7 separate regions of the Mus musculus genome follow, and all the other regions are linked to region 1. The links are chromatin contacts, called in public Hi-C, HiChIP or PLAC-seq and promoter capture Hi-C maps. All regions are on one chromosome and are shown on one strand. The core of a region is the stretch at or near the end of the contact, and the rest is flanking DNA. Distances in the headings are between cores, read along the strand shown. Region 1 holds the start of Ap1s3 (adaptor-related protein complex AP-1, sigma 3). Region 2 overlaps Acsl3 (acyl-CoA synthetase long-chain family member 3). Region 3 overlaps Gm38631 (a long non-coding RNA gene). Region 4 overlaps Gm38631 (a long non-coding RNA gene). Region 5 overlaps Gm29536 (predicted gene 29536). Region 6 overlaps Gm29536 (predicted gene 29536). Region 7 overlaps Gm29536 (predicted gene 29536).

Evidence for each region. Promoter capture Hi-C pulls out the DNA fragments that hold promoters and counts their contacts. A called contact is a pair of places that touch in the nucleus more often than the background predicts. HiChIP or PLAC-seq counts read pairs in DNA pulled down with a chosen protein or histone mark.
Region 2: a contact with region 1 is called in a promoter capture Hi-C map of trophoblast stem cells, with 15 times the contacts expected there. The contact joins the enhancer-like site here to the promoter of Ap1s3 in region 1. A contact is called at or near these places in 22 of 39 promoter capture datasets (the 3T3-L1 cell line, 3T3-L1-derived adipocytes, the C10 cell line and 15 more), 2 of 15 datasets of contacts at CTCF or cohesin (hippocampal excitatory neurons and large pre-B cells), 19 of 484 Hi-C or Micro-C datasets (the AML12 cell line, B cells, the HPC-7 cell line and 14 more), 13 of 115 datasets of contacts at active chromatin or transcription factors (acute myeloid leukemia, bone marrow-derived macrophages, craniofacial prominence and 9 more) and 4 of 9 other capture datasets (adipose tissue, liver, macrophages and 1 more).
Region 3: a promoter capture Hi-C map of hippocampal neurons shows a contact between it and region 1, with 36 times the contacts expected there. The contact joins the enhancer-like site here to the promoter of Ap1s3 in region 1. A contact is called at or near these places in 16 of 39 promoter capture datasets (the 3T3-L1 cell line, 3T3-L1-derived adipocytes, the C10 cell line and 11 more), 6 of 15 datasets of contacts at CTCF or cohesin (the NIH/3T3 cell line, embryonic stem cells, large pre-B cells and 3 more), 182 of 484 Hi-C or Micro-C datasets (the AML12 cell line, the AtT-20 cell line, B cells and 93 more), 29 of 115 datasets of contacts at active chromatin or transcription factors (the SCID.adh cell line, Th17 cells, acute myeloid leukemia and 21 more) and 4 of 9 other capture datasets (adipose tissue, embryonic stem cells, liver and 1 more).
Region 4: an H3K27ac HiChIP or PLAC-seq map of SST interneurons shows a contact between it and region 1, with 11 times the contacts expected there. The contact joins the enhancer-like site here to the promoter of Ap1s3 in region 1. A contact is called at or near these places in 9 of 39 promoter capture datasets (the HPC-7 cell line, cranial neural crest, embryonic stem cells and 5 more), 16 of 484 Hi-C or Micro-C datasets (CD4 T cells, CD8 T cells, the G1E-ER4 cell line and 7 more), 19 of 115 datasets of contacts at active chromatin or transcription factors (the SCID.adh cell line, SST interneurons, VIP interneurons and 13 more) and 4 of 9 other capture datasets (adipose tissue, embryonic stem cells, liver and 1 more).
Region 5: a contact with region 1 is called in a promoter capture Hi-C map of cranial neural crest. The contact joins the enhancer-like site here to the promoter of Ap1s3 in region 1. A contact is called at or near these places in 2 of 39 promoter capture datasets (the 3T3-L1 cell line and cranial neural crest), 3 of 484 Hi-C or Micro-C datasets (the HL-1 cell line, brown adipocytes and muscle stem cells) and 3 of 115 datasets of contacts at active chromatin or transcription factors (acute myeloid leukemia and embryonic stem cells).
Region 6: a Hi-C map of muscle stem cells shows a contact between it and region 1, with 1.8 times the contacts expected there. The contact joins the enhancer-like site here to the promoter of Ap1s3 in region 1. A contact is called at or near these places in 4 of 39 promoter capture datasets (the 3T3-L1 cell line, frontonasal cranial neural crest and hippocampal neurons), 3 of 484 Hi-C or Micro-C datasets (the HL-1 cell line, brown adipocytes and muscle stem cells), 1 of 115 datasets of contacts at active chromatin or transcription factors (vascular smooth muscle cells) and 1 of 9 other capture datasets (embryonic stem cells).
Region 7: a contact with region 1 is called in a promoter capture Hi-C map of hippocampal neurons, with 6 times the contacts expected there. The contact joins the enhancer-like site here to the promoter of Ap1s3 in region 1. A contact is called at or near these places in 4 of 39 promoter capture datasets (the 3T3-L1 cell line, cranial neural crest, hippocampal neurons and 1 more), 2 of 484 Hi-C or Micro-C datasets (embryonic stem cells and muscle stem cells) and 2 of 115 datasets of contacts at active chromatin or transcription factors (acute myeloid leukemia and pancreatic cancer cells).

The regions. Positions count from the first base shown.
Region 1 is chr1:79,670,213-79,673,658 of GRCm38.p6, reverse strand. Ap1s3 (adaptor-related protein complex AP-1, sigma 3) reads left to right here and starts at 1,687. Exons shown (of 5, transcript NM_183027.2): 1 at 1,687-1,809. The coding sequence starts at 1,807.
Region 2 is chr1:78,700,915-78,704,360 of GRCm38.p6, reverse strand. It overlaps Acsl3 (acyl-CoA synthetase long-chain family member 3), which reads right to left. Exons shown (of 15, transcript NM_001033606.2): 12 at 2,901-3,092; 13 at 761-875. Among named protein-coding and RNA genes, the nearest start is that of Gm38631, 17 kb to the left of the region's middle. Within about 2 kb of position 1,765, at least 95 of the 459 cell types and tissues checked have an H3K27ac peak or open chromatin away from gene starts, as enhancers often do. A contact at or near this core is called in the HPC-7 cell line, acute myeloid leukemia, adipose tissue and 3 more, where this site is marked.
Region 3 is chr1:78,725,336-78,728,781 of GRCm38.p6, reverse strand. The region is part of intron 2 of Gm38631 (a long non-coding RNA gene); the gene reads right to left. It overlaps Gm33693 (a long non-coding RNA gene), which reads left to right. Exons shown (of 5, transcript XR_865566.2): 4 at 1,814-1,861; 5 at 1,979-2,123. Among named protein-coding and RNA genes, the nearest start is that of Gm38631, 7.1 kb to the right of the region's middle. Within about 2 kb of position 1,666, at least 31 of the 459 cell types and tissues checked have an H3K27ac peak or open chromatin away from gene starts, as enhancers often do. A contact at or near this core is called in the Ba/F3 cell line, the C2C12 cell line, the N1E-115 cell line and 7 more, where this site is marked.
Region 4 is chr1:78,743,736-78,747,181 of GRCm38.p6, reverse strand. It overlaps Gm38631 (a long non-coding RNA gene), which reads right to left. Exons shown (of 4, transcript XR_865568.1): 4 at 1,028-1,927. Among named protein-coding and RNA genes, the nearest start is that of Gm33693, 4.7 kb to the right of the region's middle. Within about 2 kb of position 1,506, at least 130 of the 459 cell types and tissues checked have an H3K27ac peak or open chromatin away from gene starts, as enhancers often do. A contact at or near this core is called in SST interneurons, VIP interneurons, adipose tissue and 2 more, where this site is marked.
Region 5 is chr1:78,842,458-78,845,903 of GRCm38.p6, reverse strand. The region is part of intron 3 of Gm29536 (predicted gene 29536); the gene reads left to right. Among named protein-coding and RNA genes, the nearest start is that of Kcne4, 27 kb to the right of the region's middle. Within about 2 kb of position 1,668, at least 2 of the 459 cell types and tissues checked have an H3K27ac peak or open chromatin away from gene starts, as enhancers often do.
Region 6 is chr1:78,862,666-78,866,111 of GRCm38.p6, reverse strand. All of the region lies in intron 3 of Gm29536 (predicted gene 29536), which reads left to right. Among named protein-coding and RNA genes, the nearest start is that of Kcne4, 47 kb to the right of the region's middle. Within about 2 kb of position 1,556, at least 30 of the 459 cell types and tissues checked have an H3K27ac peak or open chromatin away from gene starts, as enhancers often do. A contact at or near this core is called in brown adipocytes and muscle stem cells, where this site is marked.
Region 7 is chr1:78,906,412-78,909,857 of GRCm38.p6, reverse strand. All of the region lies in intron 3 of Gm29536 (predicted gene 29536), which reads left to right. Among named protein-coding and RNA genes, the nearest start is that of Kcne4, 91 kb to the right of the region's middle. Within about 2 kb of position 1,672, at least 37 of the 459 cell types and tissues checked have an H3K27ac peak or open chromatin away from gene starts, as enhancers often do.

The DNA of each region.
Region 1 (3,446 bases), core at 438-2,937:
CATTGGAGTATGTAGCAGCTGGGAACCTGGAGGCAGAGGGGTTTGTGGGAACCTGGGACTGGAGGCTGTAGATGCAGAGGTGCCTCTAGCTTGGTCTCCATGTTCCTCCCTATCCCTCGGATCTCCCTGGTACTGTGCCAAAGCCACCGAGGCTATCTTTGGGGTCTGTCCATCCAGGACAAGTCTTTTCCTTCAGTGTCCTGGCTTCTCTGTCAGAACAGCTTACCACCTCACCAGGGGGCAGTTTACCTGGCTTCCGGGTAATTTACAGTAGCTAATTTGTGTCTTGCTAGCCCAGCTGTTGGGGTCTCTTAGCATTTCCTGGGCTTTGTTGCAACTTGTATATCACCTATTGTTCTGTTGGGGACTGTGAGCACCAGTGACATCAGTGACATCAGTGCCCCCTCATTCATCACCAGGGCTCCCCCATAGGGCCTGGCATGAAGGAAAGGCATTAGTGGCAGGAATTCGGGAGCCCAGCTGGAGTTCTCTTTGCTTTCCTGTTCCTAGATGGGGGCTGGGGGGGCACGGGGTGTCTATATCCTGCAGATGGTTCAGATTAGATCCTGGAGAGGAATTCCGTCGACTTATGGGTCTAAGAGCCATTTAGACAAAGGTTAACCTTTAAGAGTCATTGTCTCTCTTTGGGTATATGGCGAAACCAGCCCATTCTCCCCAAATCAATCTGTGCTAAAACTCTGCTTAGAACTCGGAGACCTGGAGATTCTTTATTCCGGCTTAAAACTCCCCTAATTGTTTAGCCAATACCAAGTGGTCTGTCCTGAAACCATACACATAAGAGCAACACTAAAAGACCGAGCAGTAACACACACACACACACACACACACACACACACACACACACGCACACACACACCCCTAAAGAAAAAAGAAGCCACGATTTCAAATGAAACTGCGCCGGGGCAGGGTGGGTGGGTATACCTGGGGAAGAGGGGAATTTAAGGGAAGAAAGGGGAAAATGATGTAATTATATTTTAATTTAAATAACAAAACAGTCTAGGCCTAAAAATCAAGGGGAAGAAAAACAGCTGAAGAAAAACAAACACCACTCCCCCCCCCCCCGAGTTTCAGTACCTTAATGTAATAGAAAACTTTAAGCGGAGAGGGCTATGAATGTTCTTGAATTGCAATTTTGGTAAAAAGCAAAACAAAACTCAAGGGAGTGTGTGTGAAAACATTTTTCATGTATTTCTAGCTCTGGGAACTGCTCTCTCCCTGAGGTGTAGGGCCAGACTGCTTTTTACACTTTTCTCAGGTGTAAAGGCAAGCATCTTCTTTTGGCGGAAGGTCGCCAGTCCCATTCATGAAGCACACAACGTGGCAGCAGAAGAAGGATCGCAGACCCCAGACCAAAAGGGAAGCTGGGGCACCAGGCGCGGTCAGCGCAGAAGGTGCGCGCGCAGGTGTAAGCACTGCCCTGGGTGGGGCTAGCGGTGATGAGGGGCGTGGCGAACTGCGGGGTCCCCGTGGCGCAGGAGAGCAAAGGAAGAACCAGGGGGAGGAGGAGGGAGTGAGAAAGGGTAAAAGGGGGAGCTGGAGCGGGAGGCTTGTGAAGAGGCAGAGAAGGAGTGACACAATTTGAGGAAGCCAGGAGGAAGGTGTGTGGGAGGAGCGGAGGGGAGGAGCAGCCCGGTGCGGGGAGGAGTCTGCAAACTTTCAGTTCAAGGGCATTGTGGGAAGTAGCCATGGTCTGAGGCTAGCGCCTCACCTGTCAGCCGCCCGGGCTGCTACAGTCTCTTCTGGCCCTCGCATCCCGGGCAATCGCTGCTGTAGGGACCCGGGACCATGGTGAGTAGGGCTGAGCATCGTGATGGAGCTGGTCGAGGCGGTGCGCGCTCCAGGTGACACCTGCGGCTCCAGGGCCGAACACGCGGCTGGGGAGGGGGTACGCGCCTAACCTGGCTCTGGGTACCGCCGAGTCACAGGCGAGGGTGGCCCGGCTGCTCCGGACAGTGCAGGTCTCCCCGTTCCTGCGAGTCCCACGGACACCGGGCACCGCTCTTCATTCATTTCAGTCTCTTTCTCTGATCGCTTGGTCCGAGCCAGGCGCTGGGGATGTCGCGGGGGACCAGGTGCTTAACACTGGTAGGAAAGGATGCCTAGGGAAAGAGACGGTGATGGAATGGTGAAATAAAAATAACTTTCCAGAGCGAGGAGAACTCCCAAGCCTCAAGAAACCCGCCTGAGAGGTAATTTTTGATTTGGTGGCCTTTTTGAGGAAGTGACATTTGAGCTCCCCGAGGTGTTTTGGTAGAGCGCAGCAGTTGGAGGGGTGAGCGACTGTGAAGAGGAGAAATGAAACCCCGGTTTGTGGCTGGAGAGGCGGGAGGGATACCAGGTAGCAGTTCTTCATAAAGTAGAGTTTTGGGTTTTGATTCGCTCGAATTTTAACAGGAGTAGTGACCGTATCCATTCTACACTTCCTGAACCCTTTGATTGATGATGGAGAATGGACTGAGATGTGGGGGGGTGGGGGCGTGGGGTGGAATTCCTATCAAGATGAAAGCCCGGAGACCCGCTACACTCAGAAGTGGATATCCAGCTCTGGGTGGAAGCAATACCTGAGGTTTCTCTCGCGCTGGCTTTCTGCTGGGACAGTGACTAGTTTGGTAGCCTGTCCCACTTCCCTGGTTGTGCACACTTCCCAAATTCTCAGAGAAGTGACCTCCTGAAGGCACTCTCTGGATGCACGACAGAGAGCAGGTGACTTTAGAAAGAAGGTTGAGTTGGAGTAGTCCATTGCTGAGACACCCGGACAGATAGCCCAGAGGATGTCGGCAGGGTTCCCAGCGTGCCCATTTTTTGTTTGTTGAGGTAAATGCAGGGTGCAAAAAGGCCCCTGTAAATAACGGAGCAGCTCTCTTGGCTTGCTCAAGTTTCCCAAGGAACAAGGTACCCAGGAAGATAGCTCATTTGCCTAATGGAGGTGGGATGAAGGCTGGTTCCCAAGTATCTATGGAGCCCAAAGCTGCTTACTTCTTGAGGAAGGGGCAGGATTTGAGGTAAGGCCCTGAGTTCTAAACAGCACAAGGTGGGAGTTTTGTTTTTCTCCTCTCGTGTCAAATGACCTTCAGAATCTGGGAAGGTTCTCCAGCTTTCCCTCCAGTCCCTGTCCTCCTGTGTGTGTGTGCGGGCGCGCCTTGCTGTCCCTTGTCAGGAAATAGTGTTACTAGCACTTCTGGCAAAGCCAGCTCCTCCTCTCCATGATCTCCCGCCACCCTTGCAACCTCCAAACCAGGTGGTCATCTTTACCTGTGGCTGCTTGACCTCCATCTGGGTTTGTTCATTTGTTTAGTGGGATAGCAAACTGTTCCTAACTGATAGGACAGGTGTTCATTGGTGGCCTGGAAGCCCGGAAGGATCCCAAAGGGTTTATTAGCGGGTCATAAGATCAAACCCATTTTCATAAGGATGCTAATGCTTTT
Region 2 (3,446 bases), core at 516-3,015, 970 kb after region 1:
TGGCCCAGTCCAGAGTGAGTTCCAGGACAGCCAGGACTATATAGCGAGAACTCACAAAACAACAAAATCCAGTCTCTGAAACATTTCTGGTTCTAATTATTTCAGAAGACAACTATTCCACCGGAAGCTCTACCTCCCAGGATGCAGCCCAAAGTCCTCTTCTAAGTTGATTGTCCTACGACACCCATGACTATGTCAGCTGCTACAGACAGGTTACTAGCCTTGTGCACAGACATGTGACTGTGATTACTGGTCATACGATTAAGTTACTTCACTTACTATTACAGAAATGCAGTCAGGTCTAATCTCAGATTCCATCAGTTCCCAATACACCTCTAGGCTTCTAAATTTACACTTCCATTCCCTGCTGCCTATGATATCCTGGGCTGTGAGGTTGTGGTGAGCCAGGCCAGCAGGAAGCATGGCCAAGCTGCAGGTCAGGACAGAAGAGAGGACTGTAGGGAGCTACTACTTATGCCCTTGCAGCTGACTGGGTCTGCAAAGCCTCCCTGTGCAGAGGTACTGAGGCAGCATAAGAACTTATTTCCCCAACTCTGTCACTCAGGACACTTACAGAGGAGAGCATCCCAGGAAGTTCCGGCTCACTAGCTATGCAGAGGAGGTGGTGGCCCCACAGGGGCTTCGACTGCTCACGGCACACCCAGCACACCCACCAACTTTTATACCGCAGCACACGGCTGCAACTGCTCACGGCACACCTGCCAACTTCTAGACCGCAGCCCAGACTCCAGGAGCTCACCTGTTTGCATACGCACAAATGTTATCTATCAGTGGGAGGTTCTTCAAAGCTGCCTCTACTTTCCCGAGAGAAACGTACTCTCCTGCCTGTAGTTTCACAAGGTCCTTTTTACGGTCTGCAAAGGGCAAAGGCAGAAATATTGAGAACAGTCATTAACACCTTAAGCACATAGGAATACTCTCACCAAGTCATTTAAAACTTTTCTCAACTAAGCATGGATGGCTGCCCTAAAGTTGAGATTATACAATAAAGTCAGACCCTAATCTTTTACAATTAAGTAAATTCTCTTGTGGAAAATATTGTACTTAAGGGACATCATCCTTATGGCTTGAATATATTCTGCTGAGCTGCTGCGCTCCTGACACTCACTAGTGCAGAGGGAAAGCAGCTTTGCACTGCAATGGGCAAAGGCACACCAGGAAAGAGGAACAGAAACACAGCACCCACACAACACAGCCAACTTGTGGGCTGGGAAGGAATCCTTGCAAGTGGGGCCTGAAGTGACTTTTATTGACCGGAGCTGTGTCAACTCAAACACTGAAGCATAAAGAGGAAGGAAACAATTCAAGAGGTGGGAGGTGAATGGCAGCTGGGTGATAGAGGCTCCCTGAACACAACCCCTAGCAGCTATTAAAGGTTTCTTAGAACTATGAGGTGTCGTCATTACACACTGGAAGTGGAAAGGTTTGGAGAGGTGTGCAGCAGCACAGCGGAGATCCTTATGATAGATAGGGTGGCACAGGCCTAGGCCTGACCCGCAAATGTGCAGAGAGGCAGACGATGCTTTGGAAGCCGTCTGCCTTTCTCAGTGAGACAGGATGTGGAGCAGAGGTCGGGAAGCCTCAGCTCCTTTTGGCCTTCAGGGTATCAAGACCAGGTGTTGTCAACAATTTCCTACAGGACAAAACTCTCAATGAAACTTTCTAACCTGCAGGGAAGCGCCGCAAGATCCACATGTCATAAAAACAGGAGGCCCACTGAGGAAATGACTCAGAAGCCCTAGGACAGCAGTTCTCTGTTGCAGCATAGTAAGGTTGAGAACCAGTACACTAGAAGTCCCTGACGCTCACCAGACGCACTCGACTCCTCCCTCCTCAAGCTTGCACAAGCAGTAAAGACTTCTAAGAGACACTGTCAAATAAACCAAGCAAGCTGCCCAGAGGATGCTCAGACCAACTGGGCTGCCAAGAAGAGACTGCTTCACCTTGTCAAGCTGCCAGCAAGGTCAAGCAGGACGCTCCAGGACGCCAGCTTCTGTGGGCTCTCACCCATGCTGGGGTGGACTTTCGCTGCTGCTGCATCTGTCTCTAGTCATTCCTGCTCACCTGCACTCACTCCATAAGGAACTCCAGTGACACTCACTAGTTCACCAAGTTGGACGCTGGTGGCACCAGCATTTAGTCTGTCATCTGTCCCCTATGTGGGGTAAGCAGATGCTTGCTTGTGTCTCCCAGGAAGCCCCGAATAACCCCAGGATGCATCTGGCACTACTGAAGCTGAACAAACTGCAGCAGAAGCACGAAAGGTGTTTTGCCTTGTAGGTCACAGTACTTGACTTGCCAGGCTTTCCTTGGTTTTCCTGGGCAAAGCCAGGACTAAGTTCAGACCACAAGCACTGCACAATAACCTAGCCAGGCAGCTAACAAAAACAAGCATTCCCTACACCAACAGTAGAGAGTGACTAATGACCACAAATCTGTGGCTGAACAGCTTTTGCAACCGTATTCATAACATGCCAAGCTTTAAGAACACTTTAGTCTCTCTTTAAAATGTTATATTTCAGAAATGATATAAAAGCCCCCCTCAATATTACAGAGATAAGCTCTTTCACTAGTAAAACAGTCTCTGTAAACACAGGCACCACTTTGTAAAGTCATCTGGGAAAACACTTTCAAGAAAGAATTCAGAGGCTTAAAAGATGACTCAACATTTAAGACCATGTAGTACTCTGGCAGAGGACCTGGGTTCAGTTCCCAGCACCCATATGGTGGTGGCTCACAACCATCTGTAACTCCAGCTCCAGAGGACTTGGCCACCCTCTTCTGACCTCCGAGGACATCGTGCATACATGCAGTACACATACATACATGGAGGCAAAACAGTCATACACATAAGCTTTTTAAAAGGACGCAATACTCACCAATGATCTTCAGACAGCCGTCAGGGTCAAACTCTCCAATATCTCCAGTGCACAGCCACCGCTGTCCATTTTCATCTTCAAAGAAATCTGTCTTTGTTTTTGCTTCATTTTTGTAGTACCCCATTGTCACATTTTGGCCACCAATAAGAATTTCACCTCTGGGATGTGGTTTGTCAGTATTAAAATAGCCACCTAATTAATAAACACAAAATAACACATATAGGTATTATACAAATATTCTAAACTATTAGTTTCTAAGTGTAGACATCTTATTTTAACCAATTAAGAGACTCCAAGAGAAACAAACTAGACCGTGTAACTAAACATTATCAATAAGCTAGAGACAAATTCTCAGTTGTTAAATAATGAACATCCATGCTTTTAAGCTACTATTCCAGTCTAAAACCCAGCATCCTCCACCTACTATGTAAAATAATTATACAGGTTCTACTCAGTCTATACATCAAACTATAAAAGTACTGTCACATATTAAATAATACAACAGACCCCTTTGTAAAATCACATTATTATATAGTGAGAAATTTG
Region 3 (3,446 bases), core at 417-2,916, 940 kb after region 1:
TGTCGGATTATGACTCTAAAGCTAGCCAAGACCTCCAATACAAGGTCCTCCACTGGTCTTGATTTCTCTACTGATAGTGGAGAAGGCTCCTCTGGACTAGTGCTGGGATGTTGCCATAAAAGATAGGGCTGCTGGCATAGGGTAGCGAGTCTCTTGGCATCTCGTGGAGTAATAATTTCCATGAAATTCAATAAGAAAGGATGGAGTAGCCACCATCATTCATTAAGAAAATGTTGGTTTTCCCCATGCCTGGAGAGCAGTCACCCCGCCTTGCTAATTGGCACTACTGTGGTGCTTAATCTCAATTATAATTAGATAAGATCTGGAACCACCAAGTTTCCAGGCCTGTGAGCATGCCTGTGCTGGGATTATCTTGATTAGGTGGACTGAAGTGGGAAGGCTCATCCACCATGGATAGCACCTTTCTGTGGATGCATAAGGAGAAACTGAGCTAAGCACAGACATTCATGAGTCTCTGCTTCTTGGTTGTAGCTACAGTATAGGCAGCTACATTGAGCTTCCGCTGCTGTGACATCATCATGTTGAACCAGTGCCTCCCACTGTGAGCCAACATAGAGCCTTTCTCACTTAAGTTGCTTCTGTCAGAGTAGTTGTTATCATAACAGGAAAATAAAGTAAGATAAACACTCTAGCAAGGACAGTGTAAATGATGGACATTTCTGCAATGTCAGCAGAGACCAACATGAAGCCACTGTCATGTCCATGTGAATGACAAACACGGATTAGTATACATAAAATCTTTCCATAAGCAAAGCCACGCCTTTTGACTCTGACCTCAGCACCAGAGTGCCAGGGCATTGTGGACCACACAAATAATGTCTGATGACAGTGCCCATTGCCAAACCAAAGCAGAATACTAAAAAGAATAAGGAACGGATCACTGTGTGCACAAGAGAAGTCTCAAAATGTTAAAAAAAAATCATGTTCTCACTTATGTATCTTCTTGGATCTTAACATCTTCATTTACATAAAAAATATTTTTTTAAAGTAAACAAACACTAGGGAGATAATTCAGTTGGTAGGGTGCCTTCCTTGTGGGAGGAAAAGAACTGTGTTCCATTCCTAGCATCGAGAGAGAGAGAGAGAGAGAGAGAGAGAGAGAGAGAGCTTACTAGACACGATGGCATGGCTTGTGCCTGTAATCTCAGCACTGTGGAGGCAAAGAAAGGTGGGTCCCTGGGGCTCACCAGCTGTCCTAGTCTACTTGGAAAGAGCCAAGACAATGACAGATTTTATCTCAAGATATGGATGGTTCCTGAGGAACAACACCTACAGCTGTTCTCTGGCCTCCACATGCATACACACACACACACACACACACACCAATTAAATGCATAACTGAGCACAATAGGTCACATCTGCAATCCCTACCCTCAGAAGCCCAAAGCAAGAGAACTGCAGTAAATTTGAGTCCAGCTGTAGAGGAAGGCCCTGTCTGAGAAACACAAATGGAGACACCCTATTCAAAAATCAGCAGGCGTCTTCCTTATCTTAGCTCGGAAACGCCTTCATTTCTATTAAAATGTGTGGAATCATTTCTGTCAATATGCTATCCAGGGCTAGTCAGATTCGTGGGGGAAATCTCACCAGTGGTATGTGTGCTGGGCTTATCAGACATGGGCTGACCCGGAAGCTAAGGGCTGGAGGAAGGGATCATCTCACTGCATAAGCATCTCTGATGATGGTGACAGACAAGAAGCTTCGGAGACCCTGGGAACAAGCCATTCTCGGGCTCAGAGTCACGGGTTCTGCATCTGAGGCTCTATCTGTTGTTTGATGTTTCTCCTTACAGCACTTACCAGGAAGCTGATGTAGCACAGAGCCAAGCAGAGAAAGAAAGGTGGGTAGCCAGACCTTCTGCTTACCCAAGGGTCTCCCTGTCCCGCTGCCTCACAGCACCCCCTGAGAAAGCCTTATCAGTTTCTCAAACAGCCTCTGAACCTCTTCCCTCCCAAAGATGAATACATTAGATCCCTTCCAGCCATGGAGTTGGTTGTTGTTGTCGAGATCCTTATACACACAGCGTGAGTTTGTCCTCTGGAAATAACTGGGAAGTATCCAGGAAAAGAATTACTGCAAATAAACACTACAGTGAATGCTCCCTGAAACCTGATGCTAGGTCTGTGGAGTAGCTGTTTTTAAAAAAAAATCACAATCGTGTGTGTGTATGTGTGTCTGCGTGTGTGTGTGTGTGTGTGTGTGTGTGTGTGTGTGTGTGTGTAAGAGAAGCTGAGGTTTTTTTTTTTAATCAAATTTAACCGAGGCAATAAATTAATTTTATATTCCAGTGGTAGAAAAATAATCTGGTCTCTCATCTGGAAGCCAGGAGAAATACAAGTTTCTCATTTCTCATCTTGGGAAGATGCCAGGGGCCAGTAGGTGGGAGAGGTGAGGGGGGCAAGGGAGAAGTTTTTCTTTTCTAATCTTGTTTTCTTTTTTTTTTTTTTAAGTTGTATAACACGTATTGTCCTGCTTAAAACTCCCTAAAAAATAAAAAAAAAAAAAAATAGCTTAGTCTCCGGCTCCAACCCTCCATCTGCTGTAAGGCAAAAGTCATGGAAACTGCACCTAGGCCAAAGGAAATGATAAAAACGGTTTCCGTGATGCCAAAAAGGGACATTGGTCTCCACACAGAGGCATCTGTCAAATGCCAGCTCGTTTCCCGGCTGATTCTCCCCAACTCTCGCTATTTCCCATCAATATTGTACCAACCTTCAAAGCCCAGCTCAGCAGTGCCACTAGCACCTAGTGGATGGAAGGAGGCCAGGCAGGAAGCTGGTATGCCTTTTGTCCCCTGAACAGCAAACAATCCCAAGCATGGGCTGCAAAAAGGCTAAGAAAGCCTGACTGAGTGCTAGTCTGGCTGGGTGCTGGCCTGGCTGGGTGTTGGCCTTGGCTGGGTGCTAGTCTGAGTGTGTGCTAACCTGGATGGGTGCTGGTCTGGCTGTATGCTGGACTGGCTGGGTGCTGGTCTGGCTGGGTGCTAGTCTGGCTGTGTGCTGGCCTGGCTGGGTGCTGGCTCGTTACTGTTTTGGTAGAGTGCTAACATGGCTGAGGGCTGTTTTGGTAGGGTGCTGGCCATAACCCTCTCTCCTACAAGGTTTGATTTCATCCTTCTGCTTTAAAGTCCTGCTTCTCTCAAAAAAAAAAAAAAAAATGCATTCTTCAGTGGGGCAGACACTGTAATAAATAACTGCAAACACCTGAAATTAAGTCAATGTAAGTATGAAAGTAAAAGCAGGAAGTAATTAAGAAGATGAAAATTATTATTATCAGGAGTTGAAGGGAACTGTAAATATAGACAAAAATATTATGTATAAGTAGAGACTGGCATGGTGAAACCTGTCATAATGTACAATTAATATATACTAAGAAAAAAATCATTTTGAAAAATCCTCCTTTTCGCCCCAGCCTCTCTCTGACTC
Region 4 (3,446 bases), core at 257-2,756, 930 kb after region 1:
TAATTTGTATGGTAGTAACATGAGCAGATGTATGCCAAAATCTACTTAGCTCTACAGCTAGGATAAAAACAGTTTACTTTCTCAAAAATACACTTTAGTAAACTGATTTAAAACTCTCTAAGGGTTGCCCAGATGCCTTTCCAATGTTCCAGAGACCTTGGAAGCACATGCTGGAAGAAAAAAAAAAAAAACTCTCTAAGGGAGCCATTTTTGTCCTTTCATCTCTAGTCTGTGATGTGATATTAAAATAGGCTGTTATGGGGAAGATTTGGCTTCACCTTCTCAGTGACACAGCGAATTTTTAGTTGATTTGTCAGCTGCCTCAGAAATTACAGAGGATGGGGGTCTGCTCCTCTGCTCTCTTGCATCTGTTCTCTTCTTCATGGTTGACAGAGGCTGTGTCCATATGGCAGAGGAGTAGATCTTTGGCTAGTTCACTTCTAGTTCTAAGACCCAAAATGCAAGAATTCTGTCTCAAAACTCCAACTGTCAATAAACACGGATGTAGCTGAGGTTGTAGGCTCTCCCATGTGCCACAATAGTGCTCAGGACAATGGGGACTTGTATGAACCCACTTATCACTGTGTGGCCTGAAAGAGGGATGAGAGGAAAGGCAGGGTACCATGACAATGGTCTCATCAGAACCATGAGCCTAGAGCTGGGGAGATTAACACCCCAGCCAAGGTGTGCATCCTTGCCATCCTAAACCCATAGAACCCATCACATCTTCCCAGACAATTGACACTCACAGTGTTCTGAAATAAAAATTAAAAACGTAAAAATAAAATGGATGAGCCTGGAGAGGTGACTCAGCAGTTAAGAACATTTGCTGCTCCTCCAGAGGACAAGAGTTCAAGTTCCAGCTTTCATAGCAGAGCACAACCATCTGTAACTCTAGTCCCAGGGCATCCAGTGCCTTCTTCTAGCCTCTGTGGGCTCCAGGCATGCACATGGTGCACAAGTATATATGTAGAAAAACCACCCATACATAAATAAAAGATTGATTAAATTTATTTGATAGTCTGTTTTAAAAGATGAAAATCTCAGGTTACTTATAAAGCCTAGCCCTGCAAATGTGTAGGAGAAAACATTTGAGGTCACAATCTTTTTTCTCCCCATGATCTCCATGATGTTGTTGTTTTTGATACAGAAAAATAAAGATAACAAGGAGGAGCTGTTACTCTTTTCTTCCTAACCATTGCAATCCTTTGGGGAGAAGACTACACAAATGCACATATGCAAAACATCTTCATAAGCATTAGTATATTTGTGTGCCTGTGTTCTCAGTATCTAGTGAGTCTAACTCTTTTTTTTTCTGTGAATATTTCTCAGCAGCCCTAACATAGTAGCAGTCTCTAGCCTGCTTTCCCCAGTGCCTCTGTGTCAGAGAATATACAGAAGAGGAAATCAAAAGTCCTATTTCATCAGCTGACAGCAGAGAGGATAGCAGAGGGAACACAATCTAAGGCTGGCAACCAGCCCTCTTTCTCCCAGAGGAAAATTACCAGAACTCACTGCTGAGTGACTAAGGACTGCCTGGTATTCTCATCTCATAGGAGGCTGAGCAGACAGACACGGCTCTGTAAACATGATAGAGGGAAGCCAGGATTCCACGCTGAGGCCCAGCAGGCTGCCTCTGACCAGGTGGTCTCACCACTTCACCCCATGGACTTCAGACAGACAGCCTGGAACGCTCCTGGGCAAAAGGCCTGCCAAAAGCTTCCTGGCACTGCCACAGATAGGATCCACAGAGCAGCCTTGATGATGAGGAGAGACAGCAGCTTCTTAGTGCTGAGATTGTGGAAACAGAAGTTCTCCGTAGCCTGTTAGCTTACATAGGTGTCTGGAAGAGATGAGTCAACATTGGAATGCATCCTTGACTGTAGCTTTTCTTGCACCTGTTCTGGGACAGCTGTGTTCTCAAAACCTACACCGTGGCAAAACAAAAAAAAAAAAAGAAGGGAAATCGGATTGTAATGTGTTTGCAGGGCACTCAGGAGAGCAGGCCCTGCACCCCATCTGAGCAGCACAGGAGAGCCTGGTAGCAAAGGCACTGGTGAGCCAGGCCCAAGGGCATAAGAACAAGAGAGCTGGCCCTGCCTGTGTCAGGCTGCAGCACTTGAAACCCTGGGTAGTATAGTATAGTATAGTATAGTATAGTATAGTATAGTATAGTATAGTATAGTATAGTATAGTATAGTGGAGTCGTCTCTGGAGGCATGGGTGGTGAACCAGCCTCGAGGGCATGAAAGCAGGAGAGCTACATTGAGTGGCCTAGCCAGAGCAGTGCTAGAGAGCTTGCCCTGGTGTTAAGGCTGACCAGCTCAGCTACCAACCAAGTCTAGGTCCAGGGCTCTGAATTGGCCCACCCCAAAATCTCTATCATCAGTTGAGACACATGAAAGGGCCAGTCCTGCCGTTCCAAAGCTGCAGGATCTCCATGACAGAGGCCAACAACAGGAGAACTGGGAGGAGTCCCTGTGAGGATCCAATATTGATGGTGTCACAGAAGTCAGAGATCTCGAACCAGACCAGTGACTCATTGCAATGAACATCTGCAAGTGAAGATGTGTGGTCACAGGGATATACTGTGGGACACACTGTGACATACTGTAGCTTTCACAATGAGAGTTTTCTATGCTTTTGTTATTGTTGTTTGTGTTTTATTTGTGGGGGGAGGTTGCAAGGGTGAGTGGTGGATATGAGGGCATGGGGGGGATAAGAGGGACTGGGATGCATGATGTGAAACTCACAAAGAATCAATTAAAAATGGTTTTTTTTAATGTGTGGCAGGGATACTAAAGATTTTCACATTTTGCTTATATTTTAGTTGTACTTGTCATAGCCTATAGAGTCAGAGACCTTCTGACTTCTTGCTGTATTTCAGCCCCCAGTGGGGAAACTGGGATGCTTGAAACAGCCAATGAATGAGTAAAACACTGCCTAGTTTTCCTCCAGGTTCACTGTTATCATAAACTCATAAGTATTTAAGTATATGCTACTACAGTGTGTGTGAGTGTGAGTGTGTGTGTGTGTGTGTGTGTGTGTGTATGTGCACGTGTGTATATGTGTTGGTATATGTATACTTGTGTTGGTGTGTGTCTAACTGTGTCCATGTTGGTATGTATAAGTTTTGGTGCGTGTTATGTTATTGTGTGTCTGTATATTTGTATGTGTGTTGAAGTATATATATGTGTGAGTGTTGGCATGTGTACAGAATCATGTTTGCATATGTGTGTGTGTGTGCGCTCATGTGTGCATTTACCAAATCCTAGTTTCTGAAGCACTGATGTCCAAGAAACTATGATTTCTTTTTTTTTTTTCTACCTTTAGCTATCTAGTTGAGAAAAGTAGAATGTTATCTTCTCAGAATGTCCCACTACTAAGAGACTTCCAACCCTGTGATAAACTATGCATTTGAACTGTTTTATACTCAAACTGGATCG
Region 5 (3,446 bases), core at 419-2,918, 830 kb after region 1:
TGCAGACTCCAGCTGGAGGACCAGGCTCCTGCTATCACTATGGTAACACATGAAGAGTGATGATGGCACATCCTTTGGGCTCTTCAGAAACAGACCATTTGCAACTAACCAGTGTTAACTGAAGCTTCCAGGAAAAACACACAAACACACACACACATATGAAAAAAGGAAGGAAGAAAAATGGAAGGAAGGAGAGCCTGCACATATGTTAAACATTCTACAATGCTAATTAACTGATTGCATTTTCAATAATTGTAGAAAGCTGGAATGTTACAGGTTAGTAAGCACATATATCCTGGACTACCTTTAGCCATATAAGTAGTCATGAATTACCTACCCCTGTGTTTGACCTAACATCCTGTGAGTGTTAGGTGAATATCTTTGTAATATGCAAACATGCCCCTAACTTGCACCAACTAAAATGATAATATCATCAAATCATTAAATAGCATATAAAACATTATCAGCTAGCATACAAGACCTATAGCAGAGATTGTTTCCACCAATATATTTTAAGATATCTTCACGATCGATTTCTTTGTTCTGTTGCTATAAAAACTTCAGGGACATGTTACCACATTGGATCACAGTATTTAGGGTAACCTAAATCTGTGTCTCTGGCCACAGTCTCCCATGCGACTAAAAAATACACTGACCCATATCCTCTCTGAGGTGAGAACTGTGTTTTTCACATTGACATTAGCAAGGAATTAAAAGAAGGAAACTGATAAAGAATAAAGGAAAGTAAAAGAACATATGCCACTCCCTAAGAGGCAGAGAGGCACAGCAGACATGCGCAACTTCCCCTTTCTACTCCACTGTGAGGATATTGTCTCATGTGAGAAAGTCATTTACTCCACCCATACCTGCTAAACCTTTGCTCTTATGTGCTAGCATCCGTTGGCCAAGACTGGTTAACAGAGTGCATAACTCTGACAGACACTATTAGGCAATGTGAGAGAAAATATATCATCCTCGGACTGCATGTAAGTGAACTAACTGAGAAAGAATCATTTGGAATCTTTGGAGTCATTTGAGGATTCTTGTGGAAGGTTGTCTCCTACGCTGATCTTAGCCATTCTTTCTTTCTTTCTTTTTTCTAGTCTTCATGTTGCTTCTCTTTTTGAGGGGTGAAGTCCATTTCTTTTCCTGTTCCATGTAGGCTAAATCTGTGACTTCCTTTTGACTGAACAGTACCTAGGAACATGCCTAGGCTTTTGAGACTAGGTTTTAACAAGCATCTACCTACTTCATCTTCTCTGTGGGAAATCAGCTACCATCTAAGTTCAACCTCTATGAAAAGCTACAAGACAATCCAAGTCAGCCTCGGGAGGAAAGACAAAGCTCCTCTTGGCCTCGAGCTTCCTTGGGCCTCTTGACTAATAAATCAGATACGGGAGCAAAGATATTCTAGCTCTTGCTCCCACAAGGAGCAGAAAAGCACCCAGCAGGGCTCAGCTCAGGCTGCAGAAACATGGGGGTGAGAAACAAGCAAACAAAAACCAACCTGTATCTGTTGTTTCAAGAATAAATATTGAGAGTGGTTTGTAAAATTACAATTGAAGATTGAAAGAACTTCCAAAAACCAAGCAGTATATTGAACCGTGAAAGAGAAGGGGCTTGTTGCCTGTCAGTCGCCATCTGTAACCAATTTAAGCCATTTTCATTCTGCAGTAACCTATTTGAAGGATAAGGCTCTAGTAGACTTATTCCATTTCAGAGGCAAGGGTAGTTGCCTGTCTGGGTGGTAAGGAATGAAGTCAAACTTCAGATGCAAATAGCAAGTTGTAGATAGGACTCCTATGCACAGAATCACACAGTTCAGGGTGTGGGGGTAGGAAGGAGGTGGGGAGGCAGGGGCTGGAGGCTGATTTGGCAGAAAACGACACAAAACTCAGCAAAGAGGAGATGATGATTGTCCAGATGAGAGAAATGGAGTCTGGATTTTGAGTTCTGAGTGGAGCTCATAAAGCATGGTGACTTGGGGGGACTAGCATAAGAACACTTGAAAGCCTGCATACACAGCCAGCTGGGGACCTGTGAAAGCCAGATTAAGGGTTCTGCTTGAGATGATTTGTCATCTACTTGGGACTATGACACTGAGGTTCTGCCTTCTATCTGTTTGGCAATTTGCTATACATTAACCTGAGAGATGGGGAGGAGGGTGGATTTTTTTTTCTTTGACAATGTCAGAACAATGAGTTTTATGTCAACTTGATGCATGCTACAGTCATCAGAGGGGAGGGAGCCTCAGTTGAGAAAATTCCTCCATAAAATCAGTCTATAGGGAAGCCTGCAGGGCATTTTCAAAATTAGGAGCTGATGTTGAAAGGCCAAGCTCATTCTAGGTGGGGACACCACTGGGCTGGTAGTCCTGAGGTCTATAAGAAAGCAGTCTAAACAAGCCATTGGGAACAAGCCAACAAGCTAGTAAGAGCAGTCCTCCATGGCATTTGCATCAGCTCTTCCCTCCCGGTTTCTGCCCTGCCTAATTTCCTGTCCTGACTTCCTTTGATGATGGACTATGATGTGGAAGTATAAGCTAAATAAACCCTTTCTCCCTAAGAAGATTTCAAAGGTGTATTGTATTTTCATTTGTGTTATGTGTTTGGGGGGATCATTGTGTATTACATGTGTGTAACGGTGCTCACTGCAACCAGAAGAGGACATTGGCTCAGAATTACAGGCACCTGTGAGTTAGAACTCCTACGTGAGTTCTAAGAACTGGATATCTGCATGAGAGCAAAAAGTGTTCTTCATCATTGAACTCCTCTCTGGCCCTTCCCAGATAATTTCAATAATGTAGATAAATTTGAGTACTGCCTTTAACTCCAGGAATAAATAGTTCAATAGCAGTGCTCCCTTGAACTCACATCAGCCTACTGTAGATTACTTTCTTATATACGTCAGTCCAGGTTTACTCTGTTGGTCTATGTTTTACAAGAAAACATAAAAGATCCTTACGCAAACCTATCTGATCTGTTGGCTCTCTGGAAGGTAGAGAAGTATTGGTGATACCTGGAAGGTAACCCAATCTAAATATATTGAAACAGAAACAAGTTTGCAATTTGTGTTAACAAAAACTAACACAACGCCTCCCCCCCCAAAAAAGCAAAAGCAATAAATGGTGTGTCTTTAACTTTTCAGTGAACCTTCCCAAAATACCCAATATAGTCACTGAAGACCACACTGCACCCCAAGATATGATCTTTTCAAGGTTTATGTTTTCACATTTTTATTTTTTATACTTTTCTCAGCTGTGCTTTCTTTAGCCTAAATGATAAGCATGCTTCCATAATACTTTGCCAGATTTTTAGCTGTGGGGTTTTTTTCCAGCCTGTTTACTGTAAATTTCTTCATATCTTAAGCATTTACCTCTTTTGTGACTGGCATTATACCAACACTGCTTTCTTTCACAAGCTCTCTATTCTATCCTTCACACAATA
Region 6 (3,446 bases), core at 307-2,806, 810 kb after region 1:
ACAATATGGGGAGTTACTGGCTCATAATAATATCAACCCACTTCAGCCACTGCCAAGTCCTGGTTTTAACAACACTGGTACGTGCAAGCTCTACACACCATCTGCCGTGTTAAGATTTATGTAAATAAAGATGCCCTTCAGCCTCCGCAGTTGCACATTCTGAGCAGAATCCAGGTACATTTCCCCAGTATCTAGGTGAAAGGCTCAGAATGGTTTCCGCTAGCCTGAGTTTGGTCATATGACCATATGGTCATCATATGATGATCTGCAGGGCCATCACAGGGACTCTTAATAGTGCTGAAGTATGGGAAAGACTCATGGACCCCAGCAGACCAGATCAAACGAGAATGGAATCACTTTATAATGGGTTACAGAGTCCAACTTAGTTTTGATATAGGTCCATTTTCCAGGAAATTAGAAGATTCCAATCAAGACAGTAAGGAAGTCCCCTCTGTTTTAACCCTAAAAGGGCAGTTTTGAAACAAACAGCATGTTCTTTATTCTGTTCCCCTCTTCAGGATTTTTTTTCTTCTTTTTTTTTTCTGCCTGTGTTGTCTTCTGCCTCTGATCAACTCACCAGAAACCCATTCTATTTCAGTCACAAACTAAAAACTCAATTAAGGTGCTTATGCTAAAGTTGTCTGTGTTGACAGTGGTCAGGCTTTGCTCCCGTGGTAATCCTGGACTTCAGTCCCTCGGATTCTGGGTAAATTGGAAAAAGGAAACAGTAAGGACGATAATGGAAGAAGAAACCAAGGCACCGTGACAAGAAGAATAGAGAAGGCAGAGAAAGAAAAACAGACCGCAGTGAATTTCTATAGAACTTCATTTGGGTTTCTAGGGGGTTTGATACAAGGAAATCTTGGGGTAAGCATATATTGAGTCATGCCTAGGAGTAACACTTCTAAATGTCCCATATGGGGGACGATAAACTCAACACTGATCCTCTCCAACATACAGTACCTTGAACATTAGGTCTTTTTAAATAAAGCATATTTTTTCTTGATTACAGTATGTTTCTATTGCCACCCTCATAACGACTTTCACACTTTTTTGTCTCACTTTGGAATAAAACTTTCAGTGTGAAATTTCTCTTCTATCTTCACTTTGATTATGTGAGCAGTTTCTCAGTCTTGGTTAAGTCTTTCTGGAATATCATTTTCTCCTAAAACAGGAAGTAGGGGAGCCAAAAATAATCTTTCCTTTAGCCTAGTAGCTTTCCAGTGAATGTTGCTGGAAGGTTTAATAAAAGGCAGTATTAGCAGCCAGCAATTTCCAAGCTGGTACTGCACACACGGCAGCATTTTAAATCTTCAGGAGAGATTTCCTAGATAAATGTCCTTCTCTGTGCACAAAGGCCCTATTTCCTTGAGGAGTGGGCTTAGCTCTGCCTTGCTACCCACTGCAGGCTTCTCTGCTACTGAAAGCTTATACTCACTTCTGTAGTAGTCGGTGTACTTAGTGAATCAGCCACACATGCCACAGGCACCCCGTCCTCAAGCCTCCATAAATCCTGCCAGGCCATGGAAGCCAAGAAACAGATCTGTCCTCTATTCAAAGGCCGCAGAGCCAAGAACTCCCCCAAGTTCTTGCGTCAGAATGACTGATCTTTAACCACACTGGGTGTTCTTTCCTGACCCCACCTGGCAAGTGACCATAACATCTCTTGGAATTATCTACCTCGTCAAGGTTCCCAGTAAGGAGCCAAGGGTCAGGAAGTTGCCTCTACCACTTTCCAGCAACGTGTGGCATCCTTATTCAGCCACACAGCCTCTCTCTCACCCCTTCCTCATCACAGTATTTTGTATTTTGTTTATCGAGTTGGTTTTGGTTTTGTCAATATGTATCGTGTTTCACATGTTGACAAAAGGGTCCTATGCATATGGCCAGGCAAAGCTATCTCTAAGCCTAAGCCAGCCTTCATTCCTGCATCTCCTTTTCCACAGAAACTGATTCCATGTCCGAACCTGCTCTAAGACAGCCAACTCTAAGCCAGTCAGAACATTTTGCAAGAGTTATTCAAGGAAGCATCCTGCTTCCTGCTGGACTTGAAGCTGAGCCAATGCTGGGGACCCAGTTAACAGTTTGCCTGGGAGTTTCCTGGCTTTAACACTGGAAGTCCCACATCTGAGGAATCTCCTTGGTGTTCTGTCACTTGAAGTGATGTGGGGGCTGGAGCTGCTATAACCATATTGTCACGTACAACCTAGCAATCAAACCAGCAGAGAACAAAAGGCCCCAGAGAGGTAGAAAGTCCTTGTACCCCTTTCTCCCTTTTCACAGCCCACCATGCTCTTTAGGCCAACATAAATAGAACTTCCTGATACTCTTCACAGGCAATCTTTTCACTAACATACAGCTCCATGATGTAACACAGGTTTAACTTCCCGGAGGCTCAGGTAATGCAGCTGTGAAACCAGAATGACATCTTCCACAAATTAAATGTGACAGCGACATCAAGAGCCTATCTGAGTACCTACCATACAATAACTGCCAAATAACTTTTGTCCCTTTTCTTCTATAAGCTAGAGACCTCATAAACACTACAGGGAGATGGTAATAGATTAAAGGAACAAGAGCTGCACCAGCTCTGATTGTTCATCACAGGGGCAACTGAGAAGCAGCTGAAGAGTGACCTTGCTGAAGTCCTTCAGCTAGTGACAGCCCAGACTAGAAGAAGATCCCCTGAGCTCTGCCTCAGTTCTTACCACTCCATCATGAACTCTGCCCTGCTTTTCTGGCCTGGAGATACTAAGCTGTGGGTGCCAGGAGAGAGTGAGTCTCTCCCAGCCCAAAGAGACGACACCCAGGCATCATGACTGTAACATGACAATCAACAGCCATAGCCAGACCAAGGCCATCCTCAGTGGATGTCAGGCCAGGGTCCTCAAGGGAAATGACCACTGAAACTCTTCTACTGTAATAGGATCACCTAACCAACCAGAACATAAGCTGTAGGCAGAAGCTTGAGCTTATGCCATGGAAACCCCTTCTCCCGCTAACTCCTAATAGTGAAGCATTATCTCTTATGGCTGCATGCTTGGTCCCTGTCCTGAAAATGTATATACCAAGGTGCTAATCCCACCAGTGGGGTAATATTGGAGGGAGCATCTTTGGGAGTTATTTGGATGTGAAGGGGAGACCCTTATCCTAGGGTCAGTGTTCTTGATGACGAGATGGTCACTCGTGTTCCTCCACGATCTCAGATGACTGGCCCTCAGAACTGAAGCTTCAGTTTGTTTCACCCAGCCCTTGGTATCTGTTATAGCAGACATAGCTGACTGAGATTGAATCAATAACCTATTGTTAATTGTAAGATTAACACACACACACACACACACACACACACACACACACACACACACACACCAAGCAGATTAAAGACCAGGAAGGCATGAGAGTCCTGGGCTTTGTTGTCACCTGAGGAATGGCCCAGTGCTTAGATG
Region 7 (3,446 bases), core at 423-2,922, 760 kb after region 1:
GTGTTTGTCTGATTATTGAGACATTCGGGTGAAAAAAAAAATGACGGGGGCGTTTAAGCAATATGCTCACTAGAAGTTTCCTATAGCAATTCTTAATCTCCCTTTCCTTCAACCATGCTTTCCTTCTCCCCATTCAGAGGTTCTAACAATCAAGCTATATTTCCCATGCTTCTGTCTTGCCAGTACCAGCTAAGTCTAAAAGGGCTGACCATTCCCTCCCAGCTCTCAGAATCTTCAGCAGCTATTGAGGAATTGGAATTTGGACTTGGGATAGCCAAGCAGGCCCTTTTGACTTAAATGCTTCTGTTTTCTCCAGGCTGGTCCCTAAAGTAATCCATGTCAAGGATGCTGTCCCCAAAGCTCCCAGGCCTGACGTTTGTGCTTACGATGCCAGCAGTCAAGCTCAGTGGGTACTGCTATCAGAAGCTTGGCTGATGAGCTTTCGCTCTCCCAGCACATTCCCTGACAGCCTGGCCTCTGCATCTCCATGGCTTCCCAGTGCTTAGGCATTCGCTGCCTCAAAATGAGAAAAGGCAAGCCCCACAGCCAAGAGCCAAGCTGACTTCCAAAATCCAGGCACGCAGTATGCATAAAATGCAAGGGTGCTTTTTCTTCTTATGAAAAAAACTTGACATGTCACCATATTGATGAAGGCCACTGAGTATATCAAGATGGGGGACAGCTCAGTGGGTCAGGCGATTGCTATGCAAACCTGAGAACCTGAGTTTTGATTGCCACATGGAGTATCAGTCTTTTTTTTTTTTAATTTTTTTATTAGGTATTTTCCTCATTTACATTTTCAATGCTATCCCAAAGGTCCCCCACATCCACCCCCCCAACCCCCTACCCACCCACTCCCCCTTTTTGGCCATGGCGTTCCCCTGTACTGGGGCATCTAAAGTTGGCAAGTCCAATGGGCCTCTCTTTGCAGTGATGGCCAACTAGGCCATCTTTTGATGCATATGCAGCTAGAGACAAGAGCTCTGGGGTACTGGTTAGTTCATATTGTTGTTCCACCTATAGGGTTGCAGTTCCCTTTAGCTCCTTGGGTAATATCTCTAGCTCCTGCATTGGGGACCGTGTGACCCATCCAATAGCTGACTGTGATCATCCGGGAGTTACAGAGACAAAATTTGGAGCTGTGACAAAAAGATGGACCATCTAGTGATTGCCATATGCAGGGATCCATCCCATAATCAGCTTCCAAACGCTGACACCATTGCACACACTAGCAAAATTTTGCTGAAAGGACCCAGATATAGCTGTCTCTTGTGAGACTATGCCGGGGCCTAGCAAATACAGGAGTATCAGTCTTTTAAAGTGAGCATGGAGAAGGGTAGAGACAGGAGGATCTCTAGAGCTCACTGGCTAGCCAGTCTAACCACAAGATCCCAGTTCAAGAAGAGACCCCATCTCAGATTATTAGGTGGAGAAGCAATTGAGGAGACACCCCACTACACACACACACACACACGCACACACACGCAAACAACCTAGCATATAAAAGCTGAAGAGAATGACAAGTGCCTGAGTCCTTGTTTATTTGGATGTGGGACTATAAAATGCCTAACCCTGTTATGTAAGAGAAATGGAATTCTTGCCCCGGTAGCTTACACAAACATCGTCTTGCCTGGCTAAGCAGCAGAGGCCAACTTCTCAAATGCACTTTAATCTGATTATCCCCGGTGTTTACTGTGCAGAGCAGACTCTGTGTTGGCTCCTCCTACCCCTCTTCCTGACTGCCACAGCTCCTACTTCATTGACATTTGAGAAAAAGAGAAAAACCTCTTTGTTGTCCAATTGCTGACTGTATAGCCTGCCTTTATCAGAAGGAAATGAAAACTTTGGAGTCTTTTTGAATAATTGTGGGAAGTCATAAAACATGCAGTAGCTCATGAATTATAGTTGATCACATTGGATCTAACTGAGCTGGAGAGGCAAGCGCATATTTTTTTCTCTTTTCTCATTTTACACAGAGTCTTTGCCTCTAGTCTACTAAAAACTCAGAACAACTTCTAACATTTTGAAATACTGGTTGATACTTTCCTGGCACCCTGACAGAACCCAGGATAGAATTGTATGTAGCCCAAGATTACACAGAAGAGTCTCTAACAGTTTCCAACCTTAAGCATGGATCTAAGAGCCACACAGATTTTGTTTGTTTGTTTGTTTGATTTATTTTTTGTTTTGTTTTCAGGGTCATTGAACATTTTAATTTTTAAAAGCTAGCAAAGGAATAGGAATTTTTAAATTTTTTATTGTATTTTAAATCCTATCTTAAGGGCCAGAGAGATGGCTCAGCAGTTAATGCTTTCCATGCTGTCATGAGGACCGGCGTTCAGATCCCAGCCCCAGGGTGGGCACGCCTGCAGCTACAGCCCCAAGAGATGCACTGACTTCTCCTGGCCTCCTTGGTCTTCAGATCCTGCCTGCACACACATGTATACATGGATTCCAATAAATATACAGACACGCAGAAACACACACCGGCATTCAAGTATAAAGACAGCTGCAGTAGAACTAGGCAAAACTGACATCATTGATAAAGTTCAAAGGTCCCCTGCCAGAGAACATCTCTGGTAAACTGGCCTTTCTGATTTTTCAAGGCGGAGAGCCTGTTAGATAAGCCACTACCTTCTGGACCGCAGTTCGCTCTGCTTATAGACCATTGTTACCAATTGTTTTCCTCATTGCTATGACAAAACTCCTGACCAAATCCAAACAAACAAACAAACAAAACTTAAGGAAGGAGGGGTTTATTGGGACTCACAGATCGTGGGTGGTGATGATCACAAGGAAAGTCCACTATCACAGAGGAGTTACGAAGGCAGGATCCTGAAGCACCCAGTCCACACTGCCTTTGCATCTGAGAAACAGACAGAGCTCTGCCCCGCTCCATCTTTTACTCTATCAGCCCATAGAATTGTGTGGCCCACAGCTAAAGTGAGTATTTTCACCTCAATTAGCCCTCTCTACAAATACTCTCACCAACACACCCAGAAGTTTGTTTCCTGGGTGATTCTAGACCCTGTCAAGTTGCTAACCAAGTTTAACCACTGCATCAACCAACGTAAATGTTAATCTTATCAACAACAGCCACGAAGAAACAACTAAAATACTGGACCAAATATCAAAGTACACCAAATTAACCACTAGAGTTGGTATAGTTCCTCTTATGTTTGCTTGGATAACATACAGATGCTCTATAATGAGGTATATTCTAGAAATATATAGCCATCCCTCAATGGCCAGGCAAGTACGGTCATATGCAACCCAGATATGATGGTTAGAACATGTACTTAACTGAACTGAGAGTTGCCCAGGAGGTTAGTAGAGCATACTTCTGGAACTTTCTACAAATGGATTTTCAGAAATTAATGAAGGGGAAAAGACCTACCCCCAAATGTAAGCTGTTACATCCCACAGTCTGAGGGAACAGATGGATT